Regions from separate parts of the Sus scrofa genome. Here region 2 is linked to region 1. Evidence: chromatin contacts called from public HiChIP or PLAC-seq data. All regions are on one chromosome and are shown on one strand. The core of a region is the stretch at or near the end of the contact, and the rest is flanking DNA. Distances in the headings are between cores, read along the strand shown.

Region 1 (6,987 bases), core at 3,125-5,624:
TGCTATGTTCTTCAAGGATTAGAAAGAAAAATGTTGAAAAAAAAAAAAAAACTTTAAAGGTGAAAACTTCACATAGACTTTTAACAGGAAAAAAAGTCTCAGTGGCATCATGCAAACTCAGAACTCGTGGCGTGCACCTTTCGTTCTGGCGACAGCTAGAATCACATACTTGGGGGAGTTTCCCTGTTATTATGCGATGTCTTTGTGACCCGGGGGTGAGGGGTTCACAAGGAAGATAGGAGTACAGTTTGCATGTCTCTCAGATTCTAGCGGCATCTAGAAAGAGCCAGGGCGGGCTCTGGGCTTGTCAGCACCTCCTCAATGGAACGCATTTTCATGTTTTTCTCAGCATGGGCTTGACTTGAACAATGAATCCAGAAAAGGGGGGGGAGTGGTAATAAATCACAAACAATCAAAAGCAAGAGAGATGGCCTCTGACTCTGTCACCGGAGCTCTTCCATCTCGCCGGCCTGTCATCGATAGGCTAACTGAAAGCACTCAGAAGATGCTGGAGGCAGCTAAACCCTAGAGACCAAGGCTTTCAGAAGCCTCCTTGCAGCTTCCTTGTCAAGAGTCAAGGCTGCAGCCCTGGACCGAGGAGTTGGGGGCGGGGGGAGCTCTTAGGCCGGGGTTGGGAGGACAAATGAGAGAGCCAAGAGGTGGTGGTCAGGCAGGGCAGAGTGGAAGAGCAGCGAGCCCAAGCCTTGCCTGGCAAATGGGTCTGCCCGGGGCTGGAGGAGGGGCGGGGGAGCGCCTGGAGAGAGCCCCTGGGTCTCATCGATGGGAAAGGCATTTTAATAATTAACCAACGCGAAAAGGCTTGGAGTCAGTAATGCGACCCTCGCTTTTGGAGACCATGCCTCAGGAGCCTGAAGCCGCACTATAGGCTCCCCAGCCAGTGAAGGCTGAGAAGGGTGTGGGAAAACACATGGAACTCTTGGAACCAAATGAAACTTACGACCAGGTCCATTTAAGGCACCTTTGATGAGAGCCATGCTTCTACGCTGGGTGTGTTCAAGGCGCAAACGGAAAAGAGTTCTCCTAAATTACTGAAATTAGCAAGTCCGAGACAAACCTAATTTGAGTTTTTCTCGTCTCGCTTTGTTAATACTCCTCCAGTATCTATGATCAACACAATATTGAGTTTTTCTTTCCCTCCCAGATATTGACTGAAATAATCAGATAGACACTCTCATGTGTAAAAGATAAAGACGCTTGGTCCAAGGATATTTATTTTAGCCCAATCTTCATGTCCTTCCACAGTTCAAGACACCTGGAGGTTTCTTGTTTTTGTTCTGTTTTTGCATTTTAGGGGCACATGGACGTTCCCAGACTAGGGGTCTCATGAGAGCTACAGTGGCGGGCCTTCAGCCATGCCAGATCCCTAAGGCACTGAGCAAGGCCAGCGATGGGACCCTCGTCTTCATGGATACTAGTCAGGTTTTTCACCTGCTGAGCCACGATGAGAACTTTTTTTTTTCCTTCTTTTTTTTGAGGGCCACTAAAATCAAGTTCTTTGGAGGCAGACGGATGGTATAGGGAAGAGAGGATTGTTTTAATCCCCACTCTGCCCTTTATCAGCTGTATGATGTTAGACACTGTAACCAGGCTTTCGAGCCGTGAGTCATCTAAGTGAAGATGGATAACAGCCAGCAGGAAAGATGGGGAAGCACTGGCATGGAGACAGAAGGAGATCAAGGAGAGTGTGACACACAGAAGCGAAGAAAGTGTTTTTAGAAAGAGGGAGTGGTCCACCATGATGAACGTTGCTGCAAAGACGGGCAAGAGATGCTTCCACTGTCTGGCAACATGAAACCAAGATTTCTTTTTCTTTTCTTTGTCTTTTCTTGGGCCACACAGCATATGGAGGTTCCCAGGCTAGGGGTCAAATCAGAGCTGTAGCCGCTGGCCTGCACCACAGCCACAGCAACGCTGGACCTACACCACAGCTCATGGCAACTCGGGATCCTTAACCCACTGAGCAAGGCCAGGGATCGAACTTGCAACCTCATGGTTCCTAGTCAGATTTGTTAACCACTGAGCCACGATGGGAACTCCTGAAACCCAGATTTCTAAGTTGTTCTTGGTCCATCATTTCAAGACCAGAAAGATAACACCTTTGATTACTGTGTGGTTTCCCGGGACTTCTTTCCAGGTCTCATCTGTGTAGTACAACAAAAATCTGAGGACAGATTCTCACAAGTCTGGTTCTTCCTTTCACTTATTTTGAGGCTCTCCGTGCCCATTTAAGGGAGGATTCTAGGGAAGGAGAGGAAACTAAACCTAGACTATGTAACTTGGGATCGGTTCAGAAACATTTCCTCTTCACGGTCAGTGCATCGGATAACAATATTTTCTATAGTGATGTGCAACAAATCTTTCAAATGCAGTCATTTCACGGTTAGCCTAAATTTAGGCAAACACAATTTCTGAATACTAAGAAAAACAAATGCCATAATAAGCCTTCTAGCACAGGGGTCTAAAAATAGTGTATTCCTTCTCCCAGCTCCACACACAAAGGACAAGCTCTTGGACATTAGAAGCACCACCAAGTCTAGAGCTAACGCTCTCTGCACATGTGTACGGATTTCCCACTGTCCTTCTGACTGCTTATAAGCTGGGAACTTATTTCATCAAGTAATGTTATTACTATTATTATTCTTATTATTTTTGCTTCTTAGGGCCACACCTGCAACATGTGGAAGGTCCCAGGCGAGAGGTCAAATCGGAGCTGCAGCTGCCGGCCTACACCACACCCAGCAATGCCAGATCCGAGCCACATCTGTGACCTATGCCGCAGCTCACGGCCAGGCCGGATCCTTGACCTGGGGAGCCAGGGCTTGAACCTGTGTCTTCGTGGATACTGGTCGGGTTCCTTACCTGCTGAGCCACAACGGGAACTCCAAGGAATGTTAATTATAATGCCCCTAACTCCACCAAAGGACTAGGGGCATGCAGAACGGGAGGCTTCCAAAGGACTTGGGGAATGGAAGCATCGAGCCTTGAGAGCTGACGGGATTGGCCTAGTTACAGCTCGCACATAAGTGTGCTCCCGCAGCAGCCACCTTAAAACAAACCTCTCTGATCTTCATCTACCTCCCCTTCCGGCACAACTTCTCTCACACAGTCCACACCCAGTGTCTCTGCTTCCTGATCTCCCCTCACTCGTCACTTCGATCTAGCTCCCTTCTCCACAACTCATGAATACATGCATGCCCGTCAAGGTCACCAGCATCCTTTGCAGGGCCCACACTCACTCCAGGGCCCCTTCTCTCCCTCCCCGTCCCACGGCCCTCGGCAGCATCCAACATCCCATTCCCATCTTCTTGACTCACTTTCTTTTCTTTCTTTTCTTTTCTTTTTTTTTAATTGTTATTTTCCCAATACAATTTTTGACTCACTCCCTTTCCTGACTTCCAGGACTCCTGGCACCTGGGTTCTCTCTGCACTGATTTCCCCAGCTCCTCCGCTGGCTCCGCCTCTTCCTCCCAACCTCTTCTCCCACCTTCTTCTTTCCCAGTGATTTTACCAGGCTTGGGATTGTCAGTAGCCATAGGCTGAATGTCCCCATTTTTTCCAGTGAGCTCCTGACTTGTAAACCCCACTGAGTTCTCAATAGTTGAGTATCTATTTGGCACGTCAACCTTAACACATGCCGAATGGGAATCTTGATTCTTCCCTCCAAAGCCTGCTCCACCCGGAGTCTGTACCATCTCACCACATGGCACCGCCATCTGTCTGCCCAGCTGCTCAAGTCAAAAGCCTAGAAGTCATTCTGGACACTTTCAGTTGCCTCCTCTCCACACTCAATAGACCAAAGACCTGCCAGTCCCACTGCCAAAACTTGTCTTAAATAGGTTGGCTTCTCGTGTCTGTCCTGTGACCAGCAGGACTGGAAGCGTGACCGTCTACTGCCACGTTCTAACCCATCTCCTTGCTTTTTGTCTGCTGCCCGCAGAGCAGGGATCCTTCCCTGCTGAAGGCCCTGGGCGGCTTCCAGTTGCACTTGGGGGAAGGCTGGAAGCTCCAGCGCCTGCCTGCCTCTCCCTGCTCTTCCTACCACGCTGCCCTCCTCTCTGTCCCTCCAGCACCAGCATGCCAAGCCGTGTGCCTCCTGCCTTAAGGCCTTGGTGCTCTACAGAGAGGCATCCTCCTTGCTGTCAATCTCTGTGCTCCCTTCACACCGCTTCTTACCACCTGTCACTAGCCGTGCATGCAAGAGGGGCCCAACTGACCGCGAGTTGCATGAGAGCAGGGACCCTGTGCACGCTGGCCGTGGGTGTGGCCATCCCGCTGGCTGAGTGACCGGATGTGTGAACAGTGGCGCTGGGTGGGGCAGGCAGGGCTCCTGGCTCTGGCTTTCCTAAACAATGGATGAGTCAGCCACAGCAGCAGTTAGCGTGAGAGGGGGGACTTCTTCGTGGGAAGAGCGGCCACACCCTGGCTGCCGGGCAGCACAGAAGGACTGGTCGGCCTCGCTGGGGTCAGGCTGGGCCCGCATTTCCCTCAGACTCCAGCCTTAGGGGGAAGCCACCTCTGTGTGTGTGTGTGTGTGTGTGTGTGTGTTGCAGGGGGGTGTTGTTTATTAAAAATAAACAACAGAAGCAAAATCCATGCAGGCGGGCTTCTGCCCAGGAATTGGCCTTCAGGACAGCCATCTAAAAAGAGGGGTGACTCCTGGATGGCCGCCTTCCCACCTGTCTGACCACCGAGTCCAAAGGCTGGGCTCCAAGCAAGAGGGGGCAGGAGGGAAGCTTCTGTTGCCATGGCAACTGCAGTGCTCCTGGGGCCTAGGCTTGAGGTTTCAGATAAACAACTATTTAGAGACCTGACGAGAAGGAGCAAACAGAGGAACCAAAAAAAAAAGAAAAAAAAAATGGCAAGAAGTAATCCTTAACAAGTGCTGCAGGACACACTCAGAAAATAAAACACAGGAGCTGAGAGCAGAATCCTCCCACCAGCACAGGAGTGGCCTCCTGCGGGGCTGCATCCGGAACAAAAGGCCCCATTGACACAAACATCTGTTACTACTAAACACTTAGGAATCAATATTTTCCTAAAGGTTTTTTTTCTTCCCCCCACCCCGTTTGGCTTTCAAGGGTTACTGTCTGCCAGGCTACCGGACTTTAACCTTCTCCAAGTCCGCAGCCACCACACAGAGTGACTATTACGACCTCAAGTGAAGAATGTGGTCCCGGAAACGGCCCCGTGCTTTTTTTTTTTCCTGAATAGACACCCAGGGAAAATGTCAGAAGGCAAATCCAAACCCACACCCTGAACGACTTAAAACATAACAATCCTGTCCCTGGGAGGATGAGTAATCCAGCCCAATTTAATTTTAAAAGGAAACAGCCGATTTAAGGAGATGGCCTGGATGAGGCTTGAAGGAAAGGAGGGGGGCGGGATCACGTGATGCTTTACCTCAACACCTGCATCTCCTCAGGGGAGCTCCGCACCTCGTCCCGGAGGCGACGCCAGCGCAGGCAAGCCCTCAGCTCCTGCTGCTCCTGGGCCTCGTGGGGGGCCAGCTGCTTAGACCACAGACACACAGACACATATGCACAAAACACAGTCACTGTTGTCCTCACGCAGGGTCAGAGCCGTCCCATGGAGCGGAGAGTTTTGGTTTTTTTGCAGGCGAAGAGGGGGTTGGGGGCGTCGGTGGCACAGAGGCCCCTGCCTTGCCTTGTGCCCTAGTAGTAGAGGGGTCAGAGGGCCTCTGAGGTCCGCAAACGTAGAACCAGCCCTCACCCCCCCAACCCCCGGGCCTTTTTGGGAGGCGCACACCGCCCCCCCCTCCTGGAACCTCCCCCACAACCCTACCCCCCCCAAGCCCCCACCCTCACCCTGTCCTGGAACCTCCCCTCCCACCCACACCCCTACCCACTTGGGAGAGAGAGAGAGCGAGCCTGTGAGCAGGCCTCCCCAGGGGGCCGTTTGCACTCTGGTTCCACCCAGCCCCTTCCTGCTTTGTCCTGCATCGGGTGGGAAAGGCCCCCTCCATTTACCTCCTATTCTCCCCAGCCCTCAGTTTGTCAGGGCTGTTTACAGTGGAGCCGGCTAATGTGACCCAGATGATTCTGTTTGCATAGAAGCAGAAAGGCCGAGCTGCCTGGACGCAGGCTTGGGGAAAGAGACGGCCTTGCTCCCTGCCCTGCTGGTCAGAATGGGCTGCCCTCCTCCACGTGCTCTTGAGGCCCCCACGGCTGTACCCTCCACAGGGGAGGGCAGCAGCGTGCCCACTGGGGAGGGAAAGGGCTGCATCCACAGGCATTTCTGGAAATTAAAGCTCCCTAATAGTTCCCTTGACAGTTACTTACTGATGCTCCGCCAGGCCCTGGGGACAAAATGGACACAGCTTCCTGAAGAGTCCAGATAAGAACACTAACGGTCAAAATGTAGTGACAGGGCAGTTCCTGTTGTGGCTCAGTGATAATGAACCCAACTAGTAGTATCCATGGGAATACAGGTTCAATCCCTGGCCTTGCTCAGCGGGTTAAGGATCCGGCGTTGCCGTGAGCTGTGGTGTAGGCCGGCAGCTGCAGCTCTGATTCAACCCCTAGCCTGGAAACTTCCATATGCCACAAGTGTGGCCCTAAAAAGATGGAAAAAAAAAAATGCAGTGATGACAGGGAAGAACCCCGATGCTCCCTGGCCCATCAGGGTGGTAGGAAGGCTTTCCTGAGGAGGTGATGGCACCTGAACCGGTCCCCAGGGACAGGGGAGTCGTCCAGGGGAGGAGGAGTTTCAGGAGGAAGGAAAGCATGTGCCAGGCTCATGGGGCCTGAAAAGAGTGTGACATGTTTAGAAAACGGTGAGGGATAGGGTCAGGCAGGGAGCAAGATGCCATCCAGGGAGGGACAGAGGTACCAAACAGCCAGCAGAGGCCAGGTGACCAATGAACCTTGTGTGCCCTGTTGTTAGAGGCTAAATTGTCTCTCCCCAACACATATCACACAAGTTGAAGCCCTCATCGCCAGTGTGACT
Region 2 (6,987 bases), core at 2,225-4,724, 110 kb after region 1:
TGGGAACGCCCGGTAATCACTTCTTAAAAAAAATTATCATTTATATTTCTGTTGTTTTTGTTAAATACCAATGGAATTGATATTTAACCTTTCTCCACCTCGCTCTTTCCACTTAACGATATACGATATATGTAAAGATGGTTTTAGAGATAGTCCGCACTCCGTTTTATAGCCATGTAGTGCTCCATGGTGTAGATGTACCATAGTTTCTTTAAATAGGCTCAAATTGATGGACATTTGGGTTGTTTTCAATAGTTTGCTGTGCCAGTAAATAACCATGTACATGAGTATTTTCATATTTTTGCCAGTGCATCTTTTTATTTTTTCTTTTTAGGGCTACACCCATGGCATGTGGAAGTTATTGGGCTGGGGTGGAATTGGAGCTGCAGCTGCAAGCCTACACCACAGACAAAGAAATGCTGGATCTGAGCCGCGTCTGCGACCTACACCACAGCTCATGGCAATGACAGATCCTTAACCCACTGAGTGAGGACAGGGATCAAGCCTGAATCCTCATGGATACTAGCTGGGTTTTTAACCCACTGAGCCACAACAGGAACTCCTGCCAGTGCATTTTTGTATAATTTCCTAGAAGTCGGACTGCTGAATCAAAGGCTAGATATTATAAATTCCCCTCTATGGAAGTGAAACCGTTTTGCATTTCTACCAGCAAATTATACTGCCTGTTTCCCTGTGCTCCACCAAAAGAGCATTTTGTAACATTCTTGGATCTTTGCCAGTCTGATAGGTAAGAAATGGCATCTCAGCGCAATCTGAATTTGCATTTCTCTATGACGAGCAAAGTCGGGTATCTTTTTATAGGCTTCAGAGAGGTTTGCATTTCTTTTCTGTGCATTGCTTGTTTATATCTCTAGCTCATTTTTCTGGTTGTGGGTTTTCTTTTTTCTATTCTGTTTTTAGAAGCTCATTATTTATTTGTCTGCGGCATAAACTGCAGATAATTTTTTCCCAGTGAGTCATTTGCTTTGCTTTCTTTCTTTCTTTTTTTAAATGCAAATGCATTTCTTTCAATGTGGTCTAAGTTATCAATCTTTTGTTTTACTGGTTCTGATTCTGAAAACAGGATTTTTTCCACTTTCAGGTTAAAAAAGGAATTCATTCATGTTTTCTTCTAGGATTCAACATGATATTTTTAATGCTCATTACTTTTCCCTTTTCCATTCCTGATGAAATGTTCCTATGTTGGAAGTCGTTCCTTTCCCATTTTAAGTAAGTCAAACACTTGATGTGCTTCACGCAGTCATTTTCCTAACACTGCTCTTTCACACACATGAACCCTTAAGACTGTGCAAAGTCAAGACACATGCCTGTGAATGTGTCATTGTGTTTCCCCTTTACAGAGCTCCCCTGTGCCACCTGCAGTCATGAAGTCACATAGTACCCAAACTACCAAATGCCCCAAATGCCAAGGGACTGCTAGCATCAAAATATTTTGTTCTCCCTCCATTTAGGGAATGAACAGCAAAAGAAATCTAGGTGCAAGAGGAGAACAGGTTCTCTCTGGGGCCAGTCAGCACCTGCCAGGTGGCCAGAGTGAGTAGGGAGTATTCACACAGATGTTTTGTGGGTGTTTTTATGGAAGAGAGAAGAATTTTGTTAGTAAGAACAGCTGCAGCCAGCTGCTCAAGGAAACTCTGCCCAGTGCCCTGGCATCATGGGTACGGCTTCTTTTGTAAAGTGCATCCATTTAGGAATGGTGGAATAGTTTCTTACTTCTCTTTCCAGAGATATATCATGTTTCTCATCTAAAACATTTCTTCGTCAATAGGCTTTTGGAAGAATGATTTCCACAACTGCAGTCTGGTATGTGGTTAGACAACGACCTCACTTCTTTGGATCTCCAAATAAGGCCACAGAAAGTCTTACGTTTTTCATGTTGAAAAACAGAAAACAGGAGTTTGGGGTTAATAGATGCAAACTATTGCATATGGAGTGGATTAACAATGAGATCCTGCTGTGTAGCACAGGGAACTGTATCTAGTCACTTGTGATGGAACATGATGGAGGATAATGTGAGAAAAAGAATGTATGTATTTGTATAACTGGGTCACTTTGCTGTACAGCAGAAATTGACAGAACATGGTAAATCAACTATAATAGAAAAAATAAAAATCTTAAAAAAATAGAAATCAGTGATATTCAGATATTTGATAATAATACAAGAGCTTTCAATATATAAAGTAGTGACTGTTTTACTTGAGTTATACAGGAATCATATATTATATATGTGTGTGTGTGTGTGTGTGTGTGTGTGTATAATCATTCATTAGCAATCTAGGTAATCCTAATTCAAGTTTCCTTGCATTGGAGTTCCCATCGTGGCGCAGCAGAAACAAACCCGACTAGGAACCCTGAGGTTGCAGGTTCGATCCCTGGCCTCGCTCAGTGGGTTAACCTATGCATTGCCGGGCACTGTGACATAGGTTGCAGACGTGGCTCAGATTTGGTGTTGCTGTGGCTATGGCATAGGCTGGAAGCTGTATCTCTGATTAGACCCCTAGCCTGGGACCCTCCATATGGCACAGGTGTGGCCGTAAAAAAGCAAAAAAAAAAAAGTTTCCTTGTATTATCCTTGAAACAAACAAATGCTCAAGAGTCTAAACCCTCTAAAGGTCTACTTTATCTTCCAAATTTCTTGAATTGCTTTTTTTTTGTCTCCAGGGTTCTGAAACATTCTGATACTGCTATTTTGTTCAAAGTTCTAATCCTGGCATTGAACACAATGTCTGGCACACATATTTGTTGAATTAAGGAATAAAAATCTGGGAGAAGTAGATATCCACACCCAAAAGGATGAAGTTCTCATACGATAAACAAAAATCAGCTCAAATGGATTTAAGGCCTAAATGAAAGAGCTAAAAGTGTAAAACTCTTAGAAAACATAGGTATAAATCTTCATGACCTTGGATCAGGCAATTCTTACATATGACCCCAAAAGCAAAAGCAACCGAAGGGAAAAAACAGATAAAGTAGACTTCATCAAAAATTAAAAACTCTTGTGCTTTGAAGGCCACTATCAGGAAAGTGAAAAGAAAATGCACAGAAGAGGAAGCATAAACATCTCTCATAGTATCTGCTCCATACTTCCTATAGAAATATTTCCCTGTACCAACTCCAGAACTGCTGCTCCGCATCTTTCTTTTTCCTGCTGTCTCTGATCCTTTCTTTCTCACGTCTCATCTTTTTTCTTTTCTTTTTGTTCCCACTCTGTTTCTCCTTTTTCTTACTTTGTGCCTAAGGCATGTGATTTCAATTTTTATTTTAACAAACAGGATTCTGTTGTTTTGTTTTGTTTTCAATATCACCAGGGAATTTGTTTGAGCGTTAAAGAGCCTGGGTACCACAGAGTCTTTACCACACTGCCAGTTGCTTGCTTCTGTATACTTACCCAAGGCTCTCGAACAGACGTACACAACAAAGTAGGCCTTTGATCCTGAAAACCTAGGGATCCCACTGGGACGAGGATAAATATTTATCTCTATTTGCTTTTTTCTGTTGGGGCCTGGTTTCTGGCTTGCTCAATGTCCTATTTGGCCAAAGACCAGCCAGGTCAGGAAAAGATCACTCGGCAGTTCCAGCCTTGAAAACATGCGGGAAGAACCTCCAAATAGTTCCCATATGAATTTTAAAAGGGTCATCTGAGTACACTATGAGTATAAGGAAATATGTAGGGAGAAAAGACATTATTTGCCCGCAAGCTAAGTTAGAGGAGAAAACCAAATATAGCCTATTCTCTTATGAATTTCTGCTCATACTCATACCTAAGTAAAGACAAGAAACATTCTAGAATGTTCTAGAAGGGCTGAAATAGTTCTCTGATGGCTGCAATGGAGGAAGAAGTAAAGGATTTGAGGTCACGCAGGCTGTGGTTTTCAAATCCCAATGTTGCTACCCATGAGCTAAGCCTCACTTTCCGAAATTAGAAAAACCAAAATAATAATAATAAAAAAACCCCTATTTTACAGAGTTGTGGAAAGGATTTATGGATATTCATGTACGTAAAAAATAGGGCACAGTAGCAATTCAATTTTGGTAGAAATGCTAGATGTGTCCCACTCTCTACTAATGGCTCTGGTTCCAGAGCTTCAGGTTACTGTGTTCCTTGATCCAAAGCTGGAAACCACAGAAAGATGAGCTGTTCTCTGACTCTAAAACAGAGACCTGTGGAAACGGGCATGTACTCATCTCACCCATAAACCAATCTCATTGTTCATGGATAGGCAAGATCTATCAAAACTCAGTTGTTAGCTCTGCGGACATCCTGTGTGTAGCGAAGGGACATCAAGGGAATTTCCTAAGCCACTGCTTCTGCAAAGATAAAGAATGGCTTCTGCAGGCAGGAGCCTGTAGCCCCTAATGCTGCCACCGCCATCTCTATCCATCACCAGTTACTTCCCCCATTTCCACCACTGGTGCCACCACAGCCATGGCCACTTCCACTACTAACATTATCAGCACCATCATCATGACCGATGCTACCTCTTCACCTTCCCCCATCACAACCACCCTACCATCATGATCATCACAGGGCATTTAGCAAGAGGCTGGATGCTAAGCAAAGAGTGGCTAGGAGTTCCTGTTGTAGCTCAGCGGGTTAAGAAGCCAACTAATATCCATGAGGATGAGAGTTTGATTCCTCGCCTTGCTCAGTGGGTTAAGGGTCCGGTGTTGCCGTGAGCTGTGGTATAAGGTCGCAGAAATACTCAGATCCCACGTTGCTGTGGCTGTGGGGTAGGCCATTGGTGCAGCTCCGATTCGACGAACAGCCTGGGAACGTCCATATGCCACGAGTTTGGCCCTAAAAAAAGAAGAAGAAAAAGAGTGGCTAAAAGTAAACCGGCCTAACATGAAGGCTTAAAAGTGGGTCTATTTGGAGAGCTTTTCAATTGCCCGGACAAACTGCCACATCTACCTCTCCTTATGTACAAAACGGGCCCCACCTAAAGCTACTTGCTCCAACAAATGCTGCTGAATTGGAAAGAGATTCCTAGAGAGGCAATCCTAGAGAGTCGTTCTCTTCCCCACCTTTGTGGGATGCAGAGCCAGGGCTGGGAGAAGGTTCCCCAGCTCCCTAAGTGGGTCTCTAACTTGGCTTTGCACCTAGGCTACTCACTGAGTCCCGACAGGCGGAGCAGTGGAATAAGTGAGCAGCTATGGCCTCGCACCAGGAAGGGTGGGTCATATTTCCATCTGCCAGGAAGAGGCTGGCCAGAAGTTTTGTTACAATGAACTTGAAGCTTACTGACAAAACAGCTTTGCTGGTAATCCAGTGGAAGGCTCATGTCTTGGGAGAACAAGGCGGGCATTCACTAATGCCTTGCCTGTCACCATAAGGAAAACTGAAATAATATCCTTTTAAAATATCTTTCACAGGGGTATTGCTGTATTTTCCTTTGAAGACATGAAAAAAATATGTAACAGCCCTTTCTCCATTTTAAAAATAGGTCACAAGTTTTTGCTTTTAAAAAAAGGAGCTATTTTTATTTTTCCTTGTAACTTAACTGAATTTTTAATTATCTTTTTAAAAAGAATTTTTTTTTTTTTAAAGTAAAGGTTATTCCTAGGCTGACACTGAATATGCCAGGTCTGCAGCTAGAAGGCAATTTTTTTTTGGTCTTTTTGCCATTTTCTTGGGCCGCTCATGCGGCATATGGAGGTTCCCAGGCTAGGGGTCGAATCGGAGCTGTAGCCACCGGCCTACACCACAGCCACAGCAACATGGGGATCTGAGCCGCGTATGCAACCTACACCACAGCTCATGGCAATGCCGGATCCTTAACCCACTGAGCAAGGCCAGGGACCGAACCCGCAACCTCATGGTTCCTAGTCGGATTTGTTAACCACTGCGCCACGACAGGAACTCCTAGAAGCCAGTTTTTATAGCTGGTTATAAACCCCTGAATGTGAGTTTATATTGGAAAAGCTGAAGCAGTCTTAACTCTAACCACGCCGATGGGCGCCACATTAATTACAGTCCCAGAATCGAATAAAACGCAGTCTCTCTTCTACAGTAGCATCACAAAGAACCCCATTAACTCTCCAATTACTAAATGAGGAAACAACATTCTCTAGAGCCCACGCCAAGGAAAAAAAGAGCACTGCATGTTCCAATGTAAAACCTTCAAACTGGGCTTCAAAGTCACAGTCCGCCTAAGAAGGCGCTCCCCTGCAGCACGGTAATGTTTACTTCACCCATTTAAAATAAGTGAGTGTCCCTGCCAAGGCTCACATAAGACTATTTCATAAATAAAGATGTGTGTTTCCTGGAGTGTTTCTAATTGGGGTCTGAGATCCCACCTCCTAAGAAATCTGGGCTGGGATACCTCCCGCAGGATGCCTTGGACAATGTGGGGTGCGTATCCCGTATCCAGGGGAGTGGAGGGGTCCGGTGTTCATAAGGGAACACGCACATGGCAGACACTATAGAACAAATGGTCTGCCTCCCACCAACGCATCCATCACGCTTTCAGCGGGAAAGAAAAGTGGGGAAGGTCAAAACGATATCCAGTAGGATTTGTAAATTGAGCTATTCAGTAGGCAAGCAAACTTTAAAAATAGTCACTTGGGGGGAGCCAATTTCCCTCCTTGCCCCCGTGCTCTCCCTCCCTCCCCACCCTGCCCTGCTGTCTTCGCAACAGCAGTTAAACAGCCCTGTTTTCAAAGCCACGCTAAACATCTTGGGAAGCACCAGGGCAAAAATCAAAGATTCTTGGGCTGGGCGTGTAATATAAAACTTGAAGTTGTTCCTGTTAAATAAAAACAGCCATGTTAATTTTGGTGCCATTGAAAACACAGGAAGATGCTGTTGCCAAATGAAAAGGCGGGGGCGGGGGGGGGAGGAGAGCTTACCAAATGGGAAGCAGTTGTATTTTCAAGACTTGAGAGGGGTATTACAAAAACTCAAGAGCAAAACTGAAGGAGGGAAAAGACATGTAAAAGAGTGGTTGTTTTCTCTGTTTAATTCCT

Evidence for each region. HiChIP or PLAC-seq counts read pairs in DNA pulled down with a chosen protein or histone mark.
Region 2: a contact with region 1 is called in an H3K27ac HiChIP or PLAC-seq map of skeletal muscle. The contact joins two enhancer-like sites. A contact is called at or near these places in 4 of 47 Hi-C or Micro-C datasets (brain, embryonic fibroblasts and skeletal muscle) and 2 of 2 datasets of contacts at active chromatin or transcription factors (alveolar macrophages and skeletal muscle).

What each region holds. Positions count from the first base shown.
Region 1 is chr10:27,235,392-27,242,378 of Sscrofa11.1, forward strand. It overlaps C10H9orf3 (aminopeptidase O), which reads right to left. Exons shown (of 19, transcript XR_002336299.1): 7 at 5,422-5,528. Among named protein-coding and RNA genes, the nearest start is that of MIR23B, 160 kb to the left of the region's middle. Within about 2 kb of position 4,375, at least 50 of the 83 cell types and tissues checked have an H3K27ac peak or open chromatin away from gene starts, as enhancers often do. A contact at or near this core is called in skeletal muscle, where this site is marked.
Region 2 is chr10:27,351,002-27,357,988 of Sscrofa11.1, forward strand. The region is part of intron 5 of C10H9orf3 (aminopeptidase O); the gene reads right to left. Among named protein-coding and RNA genes, the nearest start is that of C10H9orf3, 120 kb to the right of the region's middle. Within about 2 kb of position 3,475, at least 16 of the 83 cell types and tissues checked have an H3K27ac peak or open chromatin away from gene starts, as enhancers often do. A contact at or near this core is called in skeletal muscle, where this site is marked.